2 separate regions of the Mus musculus genome follow, and region 1 is linked to region 2. Evidence: chromatin contacts called from public Hi-C data. All regions are on one chromosome and are shown on one strand. The core of a region is the stretch at or near the end of the contact, and the rest is flanking DNA. Distances in the headings are between cores, read along the strand shown.

What was found. A called contact is a pair of places that touch in the nucleus more often than the background predicts.
Region 1: a Hi-C map of embryonic fibroblasts shows a contact between it and region 2, with 1.5 times the contacts expected there. The contact joins two enhancer-like sites. A contact is called at or near these places in 1 of 15 datasets of contacts at CTCF or cohesin (the NIH/3T3 cell line), 4 of 484 Hi-C or Micro-C datasets (embryonic fibroblasts, frontal cortex, muscle stem cells and 1 more), 2 of 115 datasets of contacts at active chromatin or transcription factors (embryonic basal ganglia and stem cell-derived neural progenitor cells) and 2 of 9 other capture datasets (embryonic stem cells and embryonic tail).

The regions. Positions count from the first base shown.
Region 1 is chr7:68,311,991-68,314,690 of GRCm38.p6, reverse strand. The region is part of intron 3 of Fam169b (family with sequence similarity 169, member B); the gene reads right to left. Among named protein-coding and RNA genes, the nearest start is that of Gm16157, 37 kb to the right of the region's middle. Within about 2 kb of position 1,405, at least 16 of the 459 cell types and tissues checked have an H3K27ac peak or open chromatin away from gene starts, as enhancers often do. A contact at or near this core is called in embryonic fibroblasts, where this site is marked.
Region 2 is chr7:68,020,328-68,023,027 of GRCm38.p6, reverse strand. The region is part of intron 2 of Igf1r (insulin-like growth factor I receptor); the gene reads right to left. Among named protein-coding and RNA genes, the nearest start is that of Igf1r, 69 kb to the right of the region's middle. Within about 2 kb of position 1,412, at least 134 of the 459 cell types and tissues checked have an H3K27ac peak or open chromatin away from gene starts, as enhancers often do. A contact at or near this core is called in embryonic fibroblasts, where this site is marked.

The DNA of each region.
Region 1 (2,700 bases), core at 156-2,655, 290 kb before region 2:
GGAAAGAGTTCAGCAGAGCCAATATTGTCAAGCTGTTTCCACACTGAGGGAAGGGAAGCATCATGGGACCTATTCAGCAAATCCAACTATGTGCCAGGTACTGTGCTCAGCACTAGAGATCCAGCAGGGTGACCTGGCCATGACAGACACTGTGACATGCACTTTAAGACTGTCTGGGAAGGATGGAGAGAACGTTCCAAGACCAACCCTGAGGCAACAGATGGTGGCCAGCCAAGGGACAGGATCCAGCCTTGGAGACCACAGTAGTTGGATCAAGGTATCAGGCTCTGTAATAAGTCACAGAAGAGACCAAGCAAAAGAGGCAAGTACCCAGCTTCACAGAATGTAGATGAGGACTCTGGGTAACTGGGACATGTTCCTATAAGCAACAGTTGCAGTATATGACCCAGTGTAGCATGAACACTGACCACTGGGGTGGCCATACATAGATGCAGACAAGGACACTGTGGTTATTATCTGCTTTCCTAGATCCAAACTGTGGCATATAAAGCTGTGTACTTACAAGGGCAGTTTTCAAGAATGAAGCATTTAAAGCATGAAGAATAGATTAGGAAAAGGATGCGGTCAGAGGCAGGGAGAAGAGGAGACTGAAGGTAACACAACCCCACGAGTGAGAGTCTAACCCAAAGCAAACCTGCTGACAAAGTAGGAGGTGCTGGGGACAGAACGAACCCATTGGTAGTGGGTTTTATCCCAGTCAGCAAAGTGGGCATCCAGCAAGAGCAGAAGGAAATAGCTTAACCAGGAAGACTCAAGTGGGGCCATGGAACACGAAGTGCCAGTTACAGACAACAAAGAAAGCCAGGCATGATGGCACGTGTCTATATTCCCAAAACCCCTCGCATTGAGGCAAAAGGATGACGAGGAATTTGAGGACAACCCCGGCTATGCAGACAGCAAGGAGAAGGTAGCCAGGAGACCGCAGAACACATAGCCCAGAGTAAAAGAGACAGAGCTGGTGCCCCATACCATCTCCATAAAGGATTTAAGAGGAACAGATATCCTTCATGTGCCCCGAAACACACATCTTACCTCCCCGAACCATCTGCAAAGGAGTCGCATACTGCCCCAAGGTCTGCACTTCCTCATCACAGCCAAAAGAGTTTCAGTCCCCCTACTCCTTACTTCCCTTTCTATTGATCCCCTGCAGTTTAAGTCACCACTGGCCTGTTACAAATCTTAGAAATATCTGTGTTAGGGTTGGGGTTGGGGTTGGGGCAGGGGAACACAGTTAAACTCGAGTGACAGGCCATCTTTCCCCAAAGCAAATACATGCAGTGGAGAAAAAAAAAGTGATGAAAACTTCTGGCAGAGGCCGGCACATAAACACATTCCACTGCGTTGCACGACTTTTATGCAACATTGACTGTGCTGGTCAATAATTTAAGGGGAGGGGAAAATACACCAGTTGACATAGCAACCGTCACATTGCATTACTCGGGCTACCATTTCCATACAGATGCTGTCCTTAAAGGAAAACACCCCCCCCCAACGCCCGTGAACTTGGGTGCCTTTTGCCGTGAGAAGAAAACATCTGGCTTGCAGGACATTCACAGCCCCCTCCCCCAACCCAGCCCGCATTTCTCAAGCTTCTCTTGCCTCAAGTGATTTTGTTTTTCATGGGTCTAGATTTTTAACTCAAGGAAGATGGAGTTGAGGGAGGGCGTGGTGCCTAACTCCTGAAGTACAGTTGAACTAAGAAATACCAGGGTAAGAAAACAAATCTAGTCTATCTAGGAAAGGAACCTAAAAATTGCCAAGGTGGACCATGGCAAACTCACTAAGTTTCCCAGAGTTTCAGGAAGCAGAGATGCAGACAGACACCCTAGTGGCACAATAGAAACTTCTTGTGTGCACGGATGGAAGCAAAGGTATCCCTGTCCTTCAGGACAAAAGGCCCCACTCTAGACACTGTAAATATTTTCCTTGGCCTTCATAGTTTCCAAAAACCAAAAGTCCCTTGGTATGAATGGCATGTCTTCCTGGTATGCTCTTTCCCTCAGTTTAAATCCATCTCACAGTATGTATCATAAATCAACAGCGGGTGGAAGAGGAAAGCCCAAACCATGGCCAACAGAACAGGTGTTCCCAAAACACGTGGGTGTTGCTGTGAGCAGTGCTTCCTCCACAGACCAAGGAAATCAAGATTCTGAGGGCCATAGAGCATCTTAGCTGTCCAAAGACGTGGGTACCTAAGAGGAAGCTGAGTTTCCAGCCAGAACTCACCCTCCTCTCGATTCCCTTAACTGATCTGAAGTATCTACGTGGGGCTCCCACCGCCCCGCTTAGACGATTTGGTATGCCCCAGGGTGATAGCAATCTTCGTATGATTTTAAATACATACACCAGCTAAAACAGACAAATGCTAGGCCTACTAGGTCACAGGAACCAACAGGGTTCCTGCTAACCCAGAGGATCCTCGAGGAGACATCCCATTCTACATGGTGGGAGTCTGGGGACAGAACAATTGTATTTCCTCCTCCACTGACTCTGCTACAAGGACAAAGCTGCCAGAGGCACCACCCATGAGTTTACTAGAGGCATAGAAACCATCCATCTGGAGAATCAAGTGGACAGGCTCATTCTGCGAAGAGAGCTGGAGTGATCCAGGTCCATCCCTCTCACCTCCTGTTAAGAAATCCACAGATCTACCCACTCTGTACCCAGTCTCCATCTCTA
Region 2 (2,700 bases), core at 163-2,662:
AAGAGGTCACCATGTGAACTGCCAATCTAGTGTATTCCTTTTTAAAGAATAGAATAAAATGTGGGGATTTTATTCTTTAATGTATAATAGTGTCACAGCTATTCGCTGAAGAACTGCCCCCATTTCAGCAACGTTCTCAGGCCAGTCTTGCCTACTCACAGTTCTTTTCAAAGGGAAGGGAGAGGGTATCTAGAGTTAGACACCTAGTGAATCTTCCACAGGTCAGTTCTGTTGCTCAAAATGTTAAGTTAGATCTGATTCCTACCATGAGAATTTTGCTGCCGCCTGACAGACCCACCGGAGAAAAAGATGTCATCTAAAAACTGTAGATTAAAACCGTGCTGGCCAATGCTTAGGAGCTGGCAGAGCCCAGGGCTGACTCTGCCGATGGCTCCGAGGAGCAGCAGCACAGATGTCTGCTCTGGGTCAGATTTAAAGAGCTGTGGCAGAGCATCCCCCATCACTAACTCCTGCCTGGGCTCTGTCCCTGGAAGTCTACCGTTGATCACTGATCTATCAGCAGGCACCATGAGAGGCAACTGAGACCAACCCAGCACCAAGCCAGACCCGCTCACTAGAAGCAGCAGGAAGGCGGCCAACCCCAGCCCCGTTTTAAGGTCGCTACATGTGGGTCTACAGTACAAGAAGAACTTAAGGTGACCTGACACTCCCACCTCACCCTGCCAGCCAGCCTCCTACAGACAAACAAAAGCATCCAGTGAAGACAGCCACACCGGCAGGATTTCTCCTCAAACATAAGCTCTTGGTAAAATACCTACCTGGAGTAACTGTGTGTTTACAGGTCTGGAAAGGTGAAGAACAGAAATACAGTTTAAAGTGAGTTTTTAAAGTCCTCCCCAGTGAATAAAGAGGCCACCTCTGCTCCTATCTCCTGCCTCCCCCACCCTCCTTTGATAGGAAAAAGACAAAAAGAGAGGTAGTTTTGAGTCAGCTATGATGGATCTGCCACAGGGCCTAGAGAACTTTCTGGGCCAGGCAGCCCTGGCCCAGCCTGCATTCTTTTGGGGTGACAGAGCACCCAGCGGTTTCCCTGTCCTCCAACCACTGCAGCTTGGTGACTAAGTCCACAGGAATTCCAGTCAGTGCTAGACCCACCCGGAGGACAGGCAGACACAGGACAGGCAGGGAGGGCCCTCACTGCCCAGGCCCTAGTCATGAAGAAACCTACACTCTTCAGTCCTTGTATGTGGGAATCAGGGACATGGTGGTTAGGAGAAGAGCCCATCTGTGCTCAGGTGACACCCAGGAGTACAAGGCTCTGCAATAGCATCTGGGTCCATACTTGGGCCTTATTTCACAACAGGTCAGAAAGCCAAGTTATACATATACCTCTGTAACTCTTGAAAAGACACCCAGTAAATGTTGGTGGGTCTGAGTCGGCAACCTGGAGGTCAGCTTTCACAAGTAAAAGGCAAGAAAGTAAACGCCAGCTCATACCACCGACCTCAGTCACTGTTCCGGAGCCCAATTCAGGGTGGAAACCTGCAGTCCAGGGTCTGCTTTGATAAATTACATCCTGAGGCTTTATATATTTTACTATCTGTGATGAGTGATAGATAAAAAGATAGAAAGTTTACTGTAAACCACATCCCTTTCTTCCTCTACCACAACCTGCCATTCATCAGAGCCGGAACATCCATTTCCTTACAATTAAAGAATAGTTTGAAAATAAAGTCTCCCCAGTTAAAATAATCAGCCAAACAAAGGTGCTTGATCAATGATCAACATCAAAGTTTTGCCTCCCAAATAAAAATAATGAATCTATGTTTAAAAACAAAAATCAATAGTGCTTGGGGAAGAGGAGTCAGACAAAGGCAAGCAAGGTCTTACAACTCAGAGCCACGCTGCCGTGCGACTAAGCAGCCATAACTAACGATGCTCAGGTCATTCGTGAGGAAGGGGGACAAGGAGAGACAGGTGACCAGTGGCAAGGAAGGAAGGCATGGAGGGACATTAGATGAGGAAGGGTAGAGAGATGGAGAGAAGGAAGAGAAGGTGGACCTACAGGTAAAGGAGGAGGGGCAAGCAGGAGGACACCTGCCAACAGAACTCTGACTGTATTTATTAATCACTATGGAGATTCCCTGCCACATAAGATATACAAATATACAAGCCTAATCATCCTTAAGAATTCACCCAGCAGGGCCTCAGCCTTCTGCCAAGCAAGAGAGGCCATTAAAGTCATTCCCACAAGAGGGCAGGGCTAGAGACTTAGCTAGCTGCAAGGTACCTTGCATAACTTATGCCAGGACTCTGTGCTTCAGTTTCCTGGCCATGGAGGGAATTGGCAGTGTGCTGGTTGGTTTTCTGTCAACTGGACATAAACCCAGACGTAACTGAGAAAGGGGAAATCTCTGTGGAAGAACTGCTGCCATCAGATTGGCTTGTGGAGCATTTTCTTGATTAATGATTAATACAGAGAGACCCAGATTGCTGGGGTGGGGTCCGCCCCTGAGCAAGGCGGTCCTGGGTGATATAAGAAAGCAGGTTGAATAAGCCAGCAAGCAGCATCCCTCTACAGCTTCAGCTTCAGTTCCCACCCTCAGGATTGAGTTCCTGCCTCGGCTTCCCTTCATGAAGTGCTGCGTTTGGGACATATCACCAAAATAAATGCTTTCCTTGTGATGTCGCTATTGCTTGGGTACAAAAATAGAAAGCAAACTATGGCAGGCAGTATAG